Linked DNA regions of Sus scrofa: region 1 is linked to region 2. A link is a contact called in public Hi-C data. All regions are on one chromosome and are shown on one strand. Each heading gives the region's core, a stretch centred on a gene start, on an enhancer-like site or on the middle of the called end of the contact. The rest is flanking DNA. Distances are from core to core; before and after follow the strand shown.

Region 1 (5,710 bases), core at 3,199-5,698, 250 kb before region 2:
AAAGAAAGGTAATCACTACATTTTCATTGGGTGATTTCATTTACAGTACTCTGTTCCAGGAACTATGCCCCACATAATTACCACTTCAAACACAGAGTTATTGGGATGATCACCTTACAGAAAAACTTTCAGCCATAAGGAATTGCTAAGTAAAGTAAGGTCTGTCAATTGAAAGTGATTTGACACAACTTTTAGCAATAAGTTTAAAGATACAAATGACAATAAAAGAATATAAAATTTAGTGTATAGATATATAAAAAATTGTGTTTGTGTGTGTGTGTATATACATACACAATTATATATATATGAAATGCTAGCTTGTCTTTGGGTTACTTAGCTCCAGAGAAAGAGGTGAGATGTGTGGCTCTCTAGCAACTACAGCCACTAGAGGAGGCAGCTAGGACTCTCATTTTCATGGGCACTTGAGGACTCACAGAAATATGAAAGGAAAGGGGATTTTACCCAGAGATGGGATTCTTGCCTCACCAGAGACTGACTGATCTCTAGATTCAGATGTTGGTGTGGTTTTATCCCTACCCACCTGCTAGTATGATTCACCAGCATTAAATAAAAATGATAACGGTCTGACCACAGATCCTGCCATCACTCTTGTCTTCCTCTTTCTCTCACATCCCTCATCTGGTGTGACAGCAAATCCTATCAGCTACACTGATAAGAGGCATCCAGAAACCGAGCACTTTCCAGCATCTTGAATGTATTTCCAGTGCCCAGAAAAGTGCCAGACACAGAGTCATCATGCAGTAATGACTCACTGAAAGAATGAAGTGAATGATATCATATCGCTGCTCTTCCAAGCTTCCTTGACAAAGCTTGGTCCATGATGCCTCTATGTGCTTTAATCTGGCCCACATGTCCCCCCCTTTTCTCTCCCTGGGCCACGAACCAACAAGTATCATGCACTCCAATTAGAGTGACCTACTTCTAATTCCTCAGTTTCTTATGATGTTCATTCCTTTCCGCCTTTTCCAACACTGTTCTCTCAGCCTAGAACATCTTACAGTCATGTAAGCATCATTTCAGCCACCTAAAATCTCGCTCTAGCTTAGATACATCTCCCTGTTCTTGCCCACCCCAGCACAAGCACTTCCATCGCAGCACAAACTACACTCAACTGAGATGTGTCTGTCTCTCCATCAGAATGCTAAACTCTGGGTCTTGATTGCCTCGCTTTGATATTTCCAAAGGGTAGCACAAGGCCTGGTTTGTGGAAGGCAATAAGTGTGAGTAAATCAATGAATGAAAGGACTCCTCTGTGTATTGAGTTTGTTCACTTATGGAATCATAATAATACCGGGAGTTCCCTTTGGGGGCAGCAGGTTAAGTATCTGGCATTCTCACTGCAGCAGCTTGGGTTGCTGCTGTGCTGTAGATTTAATCCCTGGCCTGGGAACTTCCACATGCTGCAGGTGCAGCCTAAAACGAAAAAAAAAAAAATTTAAAAAGAGGTAATGCAAGGATATATATTCTTTTCATTATAAATATGAATGAATTATTATTTGGCAGCAATACTTCACATTCATCTTTAAAGGAAGGATGAGTCTGAATATTTGCTTTGAGAGTAACCCAAAGACAAGCTAATGTTTCCTTTCCCTAGCACATTTATCTCTCTTTCTTTAAAATTCTTTATTTATTGTGATATGAACACTTTACATGAGATCTGCCTTCTTAAATTTTTAAGTGTACAATACATTATTGCTGACAATCAGTACAATGTTGAATATCAGATCTCCAGAGTTTATCCACCTTGTGTATCTGAAAAACAGCTTATGCCTGTTGATCACACAGAAGAAAAATATATTCAACACATATACTCTAATTTCATTGAAAAAAAAAAATTCAAACTTCCATGTGCCATACATTGAATTAGAGGAATCACCTTTCAGTTTCACTACCCCTTCCCAGACTTCCTCTCTTTCTTTTTCAAGATTGGGATCTGCACTGTAAAAATACAAATAACACAAAATGCTTTATTATCATAAGACTGCAACTATATACAAAAATCCATGTGAGCAGAGACTGGAAAAGTAACATCAGGCACAGTTCACTGCCATTTACTAAGCAGATACCGTGACCCATAAATTGTTGTTCCGGATTCGATTACAAAGATGGAACAGTCCCTCTCCTGGAGGAATTCATAGTCTCACGGCTTTTATACAAATTGCTAGAATCTCATTTGATAAGAAATAATGGTGATACTTGCTCTGTCCACAGCTCGAAGGACACCAACATGCCAGAGGAATTAAACTACTCAGATATCACTAGCCCACTAGGGTTTGTGGGCCTCTGGGAAATCCCTGTGGAGAATGGCAATGATATTATTATTAGTGGGAACTAGGATTGTTACTGAGATGGAGAGGAGAAAAGAGTTTTTTTGTTTTGTTTTGTGTGTTTGCTTCAGTTTTTTGCTTTTTAGGGCCTCACCCATAACATATGGAAGTTCCCAGGCTAGGGGTCAAACCTTGGCTGCAGCTGTCAGCCAACACCACAGCCACAGCAACGTGGGATCTGAGTCACATCTGCGACCTACACCATAGCTCATGGCAATGCCAGATCCTTAACCCACTGAGCAAAGCCAGGGATCGAACCCACATCCTCATGGATACTAGTTGGGTTCGTAACTCACTGAGCCACAATGGGAACTCCGAGAAAAGAGGTCTTGGTGTGTAAGAAGCAGCGGATGTCCTCCTCACACAGTTATCACATAATCAGTGTTGGTGCTTTTCAAGCTTACAGATTGAAAAGGTCCTATTCAAAGAGCTAGTGTCGGGGCAGGGGAAGGAGGCAAAATGCAAAATGACCCCTTGGCCTCTAGTGCTGGGATGGTTTTTGGGGCCTGGACCCCTTCTTCAGGTGCTGCCTTGATGCCTGTTTACAGTCATCCTTCCCCATATTCAGCATCTTTTCCCAGAACCGGTTCCAGGAAGGGCTGGGCCATCACTACTTCGCAGGCAAGAAGATGAGATATAAAGTTTCCAGTGTCTGTCTAGGATCCAAAACACTAAAAGCTTATTTTATTTCCTTCATAAAGGGCCAAGACCTGTGAAGCACAAAAGCCTTCTGCCATTCCTTAAGAAGGAAAGGCAATAGGCTACCTTTCCTGCTTCTGGATGTATTAGCTTCCACCCAGGACAGACAAGGAGACTCTCTGCTTCCAAAACAGGCTTGCAAAAGTAGTGAAAGATAAAATGCATATTAAGTAGGAGATGCCTTCCTAAAAGAACTATTACAAAAGAGGTGTGTGTGTGTGTGTGTGTGTGTGTGTGTGTGCGTGTGCGCACGCGCCCATGCACACCTTTGAAATTTTCAGCGGGATCAAGAGCTTGAAATGATGTCATAGGACTCCTTCTCTCTTCTCCCTTCATCTCTTGTCCCTAATTTCTTTTGTGTGAACATCAGTCTCCCAGCCAATTTCAGAACAAAACCCCCACCACCAGCCTTTCCTCATCCTGCCCTGAGTTTTCAGGTTTACAGGGTTCTGAGCACCCAAAAATTCAGCAAGAAAAAAAAATCTTTCCTTCCCAGATTGTGGGCTCTGCTTGGTCATAGGCCTGTCCCTCGACCACAACTGTGTCCAGGAAGATGAGACTGACCAACTTGGGTCCCACACCCACTACTACAACGCTGAGGATTTGAAACACCCACCAGGTCAAAGAGGTAAAAATTCCTGAAAGGAAAATATTTCTGGGAGTCCAAAAACAAAAACAAACAACAATAGTTGTCTACTACATTAGAAGGGAATAGTTAAGGTCAGCTTCCTAGTTTTTTCCACTTAGATGGGGAGATACTGTTGATAGAAAATGTCGATGGAAATGTTCACAGAAATGTTAACTAGACCTATTGCAGTGATCATTTTGCAATACATACAAATATCAAATCATTGCATTGTACACCTGCAACTAATATGTTATATGCCAATTATGCCTCAATTTAAAAAAAAAGACAGAAAATGCAGAGGTAGAAGCAGTTTGAGGACACATGGAGAGTTGTTTTTAAAATATTGAATTTAAGGTGACTGGAGGACAATGAGGTAATCTCTTGCAAACAACGAGTCAGGGGCACTGCAGAAAGAGGTACACTTCAAATATAAATTTTAAAGTATAAATTGATTTGTGTTAGGGTTCATCAGGCCCTGCAGGGGGAAACTTACTACAATTCCTAAATGGGGACGCTCTTTAGCAAAAGATCGGTCATCTAGATGCACTATTTTAGAAATCTCCATACAATATCAAGCCCCCCAGAAGATGCAGTGCCTCCCGGTTGTGACTGCCTGTCACTGCCTGACTTGGGTTTGCGGTCGCCCTGGTGGACCCCAGGCAGAGCCTAAAGTGTCTCCAGGACCCCACGAACTACCCGCGGACTACAATCCCCAGCATGCCCCACAAGGGTGAAGGACGTGGCGGTGGGTGGGGCCGGGAACAACCACTCCCACCCCACCCCACCCCCGCGGGTGGCCGGGCGGGGAGATCGGGCGGCGCCGAGCTGAGGCGGCGAGACGAGCTCCCGGATGTGGAGAAGCTGGGGAGAAGGCGTGGGAGGAAGATGGACTCAGTGGAGAAGGGGGCCGCCACCTCTGTCTCCAACCCACGGGGGCGGCCCTCCCGGGGCCGGCCGCCGAAGCTGCAACGCAACTCCCGCGGCGGCCAGGGCCGAGGGGTAGAGAAGCCCCCGCACCTGGCGGCCCTGATCCTGGCCCGGGGCGGCAGCAAGGGCATCCCCCTGAAGAACATTAAGCACCTGGCGGGGGTCCCACTCATTGGCTGGGTCCTGCGTGCGGCCCTGGATTCGGGGGTCTTCCAGAGGTGCGCATGTGCGAAAGTGGGCGGTGCGGCCTGGGAGGGGGTCGCGAGGGGGAGCCGGGCCGCTGGCGGGGCAGTGGCTCGTGGGGCTGTGGCCCATGGAAGGGTTGTGCAAGATTCGGGGTGTCCGGGCCCAGGCTGACAGCCCAGGGAGGAAGGGCTCCAGCTTCTTCCTTGTTCCTTGGCCGCTAATAGCCGTGAACTTGAGACAGTTCCTGTCCCCGCCCTTGAGAATAACATCCGTAAATGAGGAGATTTCCCCTACTCAACCGTTTGCGCCGCCCGATTTGACCTCATTGGGTAAAGGAAAGGAGGCCACCCTTCTGAAACGTCTACGATAATTTGTGAACTCCTTTAAACAGAGGCCATTGGCTTTCCCCTGTTGCTCAGCTCCTGATACCCACTTGGTGCTGATCGATTGAGGAAGCATCAGGTTCATGAATGGAGTGGGGTGTTAAGGCTTTTCCAATTTCCAGCTTAGCTTGGCGATCCTTTCCTGACCTTTGGGAAAAAGCTATCTGCCTGTGAGTCAGCACTATCTAGAACGCTCCCTACATTTGTACCTATGTGAGAGACAGTGGGAAAGCGCACCCCTGGACTGTTGGATGAAATGCTTATAAATGGTTTCATTATACCTTTGGAGCCTCGTTTGCCCTAAGGACAGTTTTAATTGTGCATCATTTAGAGGAATGGCCATATGCCATATTGGTCAGGAGTTACAAGCTGATGTCATTCATAAAAGAAGAGAGAGAGAATTCTGTGCCAAGAATGAATTTACACATGGTAATTTCAGCCTAATTATGATTGAATTTGTTACAGTGGAAAGTAAATTATTTTCACCTTTTGATATTTGGGCTTGGGTTTTTTTAAAGAGATGGCTGGTTTTGGAGTAT
Region 2 (5,787 bases), core at 1,362-3,861:
AGATATGAACCATTTTCCACTTGATTCTGTGCTCCAAAAGAAATCTCTTCTCTAACAGAGCTTCATTATTCCTCCTTCTATACAAAAAAAAAAAAAAAGTGGGGAGCTCTTCCATTGCAAACCAATGGGAAGTTCTTAACTCATTTCCTTGTATTACTGGAAATGAAAGTGCTCTCTGTCTTTAGAATTGCTGGATACTCTGCCTTATGGGTGCTTTTGAGTCCAACCATCAATACCATGAAGGTGAGGGAAAATGAGCCCTTATGTACCTTTAAGGGGAGTTGGGGTTATTTTTAAACTTGATAGCAGAATTCTAAAAAAAGAGAGAAGGAAAGTCTCCCCTCCCAGTTTAAAGGAGCATTCAGCTGCCTTCCGCCTGCAAGGATGGACTATTATCTCTTCGCCCTTCTTTCCAGCAGCGGGCCTGAGAAAGAAAGGGAAACCATATGTTTGAAAAGTTTGTGTTTTTAATTTATAGATGTTCTGAACATGGGTAACTAACAGTTGGGAAAATGTTTAAGCTGGCTCTCAGCTGCCCATAGACCACTTGGAAAGAGCCTATGCAGAGCAAAGGAAAGCACTCCATACCCCACCCCCACCCCAGGCAATGGACAATCACAGGAAGAGCCAACCGCAGCATCTTCAGCTGAAGGGACTGAAGGTGAAAGGGGCACGTGACAGAGGGAGGAGCACCAGGGTGTCCCCTCAACGTGACCAGGAAGGCAAAGAGGAAGGGGAAGCAGCCCTGCCTCACCTCCAATCTCACCAGCCAGACCCCTGCTGCCAAGAACTTATTTTTAGACACTTCAGCTGAAATTCCAGAAGGGAAGGGAAACTCCTTTCTGAATCTGAGTGATCCCCAGAGTTCTGATTTCCACCCTGGTTTTCGTTTTTGTGTTTGTTTTCTGATTTCAAGTCCTGGCCTAAACCACATCTCCCAGCTTCCAGAAGGCATCCACAGTCTAAGTCAAGAAAAAGAGCTGGGAGTTTCAGAGCCTTCTGTGACAAAAATTCGAGATCCCATCCTTCAGAGGTGCATGACCTTGGAGAAGTAACTCCTCCTTGTGAAGACTCAGTTTGTGGCTGGTGAGAGGGGGATATACTATCTGTTTTTAGAAAGTTGTCAGAGGCTCCAATAAAAACCACCCAGTGCCTGGCTTTTAGTCAGTAAGTGCCCTGTGTTTGTTATGAGCGCACGGACAAAGCAGCGGGAGCCGGGCTGGGTGTCCATGTTTTCCCTGCCCAAGACTTGCCCATTGACTCCCTCATTACTGATTGATATTACCAATCATTCACCAAACCCTAGGAAGACGCCCGGCACCTGCTCCTAGTTCTCCATAGCTTCAGACGTCAGCAGAGCTCAAGAGATACATTCTCATTAAGTTCAAGGGACAAAGTTAGCCTGGATTCTTCTTCCCATGGGTTACTGGCAAATCGCTGAATACAACTCGGGCTTGGGAAGAAATGCGTACAGACTTTACGTGGCCCAAGCAGGTGTCTGCCCAGCTCCTGGGGTAAGGGCTGGGGAAGGGCCCTTGACTAATGTCTCCAGGCTGGGAACGACAAAGAAAGGGAGTGGGACAAGAAGGGCTGGATGAAAGGGCCTCTGCGAGACGGTCCTCGCCCGTGACCCTGGCCTCGGCGCCCCGGGAGGAAAGGACACGAGCGCGGTGGAGCCGCGAGGGCAGGAGTACCTGAAGACTCTGGCCGCCGTCTCATTCCTCCTCCACGCCGTGCCCTGTTGCAGCACCCCCTGCACGATCTCCTTCTCGTTAGGCAGCCGGTAGACGGGAAAGATGTAGAGCCAACAGAGGACCACGACGCAGAGGGCACTGGCTCCCACAGGCAGCCGGGTCCGCGGGAACTTCCACGCCAGGACGGCCATGGCCCCTCGGGACGTGTGTCGCCGGGCCCGCCCGCAGGGGCTCATCTCAGCCCCGGGGTCCCGGCGGGCGAGAAGGGGAGCCTCAGCACAACGCTAGGCGCAGGGGCAGCGGAGGGTCCCCCCACCGCCGGCCCCCCATGCACACACCTTTCGCTTTCTTGCTGGCACTAGCACGCACGCTCCCTCGGCGCCCACGGCCCCAAAGGTCAGCGCAAAGATTTTTTTTCCAATGCAACTTTTTCAAGGATTTCTTTCTTGGGGGAAGTGACCTGGGAGCAAGTCACGAGCTACAGCCGCGGTCGCTTCCCCTGCAGAAGGCGGGCGCCGAGGTCTCCTAGAGCGCGGCGAGCAGCGGCGCTGAGTCGCTCCCGCGGGTTCTGCAGCATCACCGTCGCCCTCGGCAAGGGTCCGGGAGAAGGTTCGGCTCCCTCTCAGACATTTGGCCCGCGGCGTGCCTTCCTCAACGATGCTCCTGCGCCCTTCGCCGTCTCTCCCCGCCTTCCGCGCTGCTGCGCCGCCAGGCACCCCCCACCCCCCCAAGACGCGCTCCCCGCGCCGCGCCAAGTCCTTGGAAATTTCCACGGCGGTCCGGGACCGCTAGCCCGCCCCGGGCTTCTCCGCCTTGTCCGCCAGGACCCCCACTCCGCACCCCTCCCAGAGAAGAAAAGAACTCGTTCTCATCAGTTAATTCAGCGGCGCGCCGCAGCCTTCCGCTGCGCCCGGGACTTCGCAGACAAACGCCCGGGGATTGGTGGAAATCAAGGTCTCCCCTCCCTCCCCCACCCGCGAAATTGCCTCCTTCGACCCGTTCAGATCCGCGACGCTCGGCTGGCGCGCGCGCCTCTCTCCCGCCCTTGTCTCCCGGAGATAGGGGCAAACAATAAAACAAATAACAGCCCCTCCCTCCCCCGCCCAAATGCATATACACAAATTCTTGAGTATAACCGAGACTGGCTGATAACCTGACCCTCCGACACGCAGCCGGCCGGCGTGCCAGGGCTGTCACCCTGCCGCCGTCACCCTTCGCTCTCTCTAACTGGTTGGTTATTAACCCCGCAGTGAGGCACGAGAAGGCCCGCGGAGATTTATTCCTTCCTGGGCCCCAGCCCCCATTCTCCGGTCCCGAGCCGCGGCTCCAGCGCCACCCGTGCGCGCGCGCGCGCGTGCACACACTCCGACACACGCTCATGGGCCTGCACGCGCGCTCACGGGGAGGTGCGTGCACACAGGGGTCCTCCGTCTCGCCTCCGCCCTGCGGGGAAAGGCGCTGCTGCATCCAGATGTGCAGGCAGCTGGTGCCCAAACGAGCAGACCTCGGGACATGGCAATGCCTTGGAGGAGCGGTCGCCTCCTCTGCCCTTTAGATGTAAAGGCCGTTTGTTCTTCGACGTCTTTCTTGCTCCACCCGCAAGCTCATCGCTGAGCCGACCTTGGAAAAGAGCCGCCCGCCTGGACCGGCGGTGCCCAGGGACTCACAGTTAGCCATTTCTGCTCACCGACGAATAGCTCGGCTACCTCCTAGCGGTCGCTCATTCTATTTGCTTAAGCATCTCGTCAAACGTAAAGTGTGCAGGGACAAAGAAACCAAGCAGCCTACTAACCAGGTCTCCTTCGTTGTCACAAAACCAAAATCTAAGGACACAGCTCCACTTGCTCAAACGACCAGCCTGCACTGTCCCTCGAACCTACCCTGACTGCTCCGTGGCCTGGTACCTCTTTCTCCAGCATCTTTCTCCATTGAGAGATGGAACTTGAGAAGTTGATGGAAAGTTATTTACTAAAAACAGCCCAACGACCACAATAGTCTCATTCCTCACTCTTGGAAGAATTACCCACTGCTTTCCACCGGCAAGCATGCCCCAGAGGTCTCTCCTCTTGGGTAAATCAGGAGAGAAGAGAAAGCGTAAAATCCCAAAGTCACATCTTACCACAGTGGACCCTGATAGAGATTCTTTGAAATGAAGATTACCTGAAGTTCTGCAAAGTGAACATCGCACTCTCTTCTGTTCTTGGAAGGGGGTTGTGGGGGCACCAAGGAAAACTTTGCCATAGTGGCCAGGCTTTGGATAAACCATGTGCCTCCTTTGTTCCTGTAATTTAAATAGAACACAAACTATCCCAGTGTCTCTTCCCTTCCCCTGATCCACGGGATACTTGTGGAGGAAATAACAAATACATAAGACAACAACCAACATGTTGCAGTTATGAAGGGGCTATGTAAATATTTCCCCATTTAACGTCATAAACAATGCAGTAAAATTGTGCTTTAAATAGAGGGACTTTCATGATGCGTTGTGCTGTTTTTCCCTCATTTGAAAACTGATTCTCTTAGTTTGTCGATTCTTGTTCCACCCTACTATCCAACCTCATTCCCCGATTCTCTGTAGCATGAACACTCAATCCAGGCAGACCATTGCTTTTCCCCTTCCAAGTCACACAGGCATCGCTTTTGTCACTGTGTTTTGTGGTCCACGTTCTTCTTGGATGGGATCTCTTTTTGTTCCCTCCGTAGAAATCCAAACAACATCATTCAAGACCAGCCAAGTGGCTAGGAATTTCTCCTTCCTTGCATTCCTAGACCATCTGAAACACAGACTTTGTAGGTAAAAACTCAATAACTATTTCTGGTTCCTGCTCCTGTTCCCTGCTCTGAATGTCTATAGTATTTGCTGGCCCTATATCAGATGATTCAGCCCTGAGATGTGTTGTGTTGTGTTGTGTTGCTAGCATTTTTCATATGCAACTTTGTCTCAGCAAGGGGGTCTCATATATCAAATGACAAACCTGTGCTTATGAGCCAAAGGAGGAGGCCATGCCTGTCTGGGAAGAGCAGGAATAACTGCATTTTACATTTTCTTCATATTCCTCTAGGTACCATCTCAGTCTTGAGCACATACATACTCAGCAAGTAATTATTGCTTGATTGTTTGCTTGATAAATTTGAGGGCCTCAAATTTATTGGGGCTGTTGTTAAGGCAGCACTGTTTAAGGAAAGGTATAACCCCCCATATTTAATGTTTTAAATAAAATATTTTATCTGCTATTTCACTCTCTGGTTTATATGACTTTTAGTAGGTAGTTTAGATATCATTTTACAGTTCTGTATCTGAGTACACAAGCAGGGTTTTCTCTGTAAATGTCCTTTACTAAACTAGTAAACACAATTTACAAAGCCACTTTATACCATAAATAAACTTGATAGGCAAAGCTTTTGTGACATCAGAGTTGTGGTGAAAGCTGGTCTGAGAGGTTGGAATTGAAACTGCAGAGAAAAAAAGAAAAAGAGCCCTTCTCATTGGATAGTTAAGAGAGATCAAGATGCAGAAAGATGATCAGAGTGAATGGGACACAGGCCATTTACAAGCTAACTTGGATGCTAATGATGTGAAGACATATTAATCATCACAGTAGAAGTTTCTCATTAGAAGATTAAATAGAATTGTCAGTGATTTGAGATGTAAAAATTCATAAATATCATCCTTTCTTCAGTCTTCTCTCAAGTTCTTTTTGCAAGAATGATCTTGAATGGAAAGACAAAAACAAAAACATGCCCTTTTCACAACCAGTTACAAGACTGAAGCAAATAGTGTTATAAAGTGAGAAAGACTACGAATACAGCTGATCTGAATAAATGCATTTGCTAATCTCTGCTTCCTCTTGTGACCCCACTAAAAGGACAGTAAAGGAGTAAAAGAGGCATAAACTCAAGAGAACAAGAGAATAGAAAAGGATACATAAGCAGACAAATGATGTCAAAAGTTCACAAGCAGGTAAGCAATTGAACAGTGATAACTAATTTATCATAACGGAGAAAGCTCTGGGCCTTCAAGAGACAAAGTGTGTGTGTGTGTGTGCACATGTGTGCGTGTGCGTGCACACAAATTAGTGAGTATAGACTGAGG

What was found. A called contact is a pair of places that touch in the nucleus more often than the background predicts.
Region 1: a contact with region 2 is called in a Hi-C map of liver, with 4 times the contacts expected there. The contact joins the promoter of CMAS here to the promoter of ST8SIA1 in region 2. A contact is called at or near these places in 2 of 5 promoter capture datasets (fetal liver and liver), 1 of 47 Hi-C or Micro-C datasets (liver) and 1 of 2 datasets of contacts at active chromatin or transcription factors (skeletal muscle).

The regions. Positions count from the first base shown.
Region 1 is chr5:51,457,269-51,462,978 of Sscrofa11.1, reverse strand. CMAS (N-acylneuraminate cytidylyltransferase) reads left to right here and starts at 4,448. Exons shown (of 8, transcript XM_003126433.5): 1 at 4,448-4,820. The coding sequence starts at 4,561.
Region 2 is chr5:51,208,136-51,213,922 of Sscrofa11.1, reverse strand. It overlaps ST8SIA1 (alpha-N-acetylneuraminide alpha-2,8-sialyltransferase), which reads right to left and starts at 2,611. Exons shown (of 6, transcript XM_021092233.1): 1 at 1,695-2,611. The coding sequence starts at 1,930.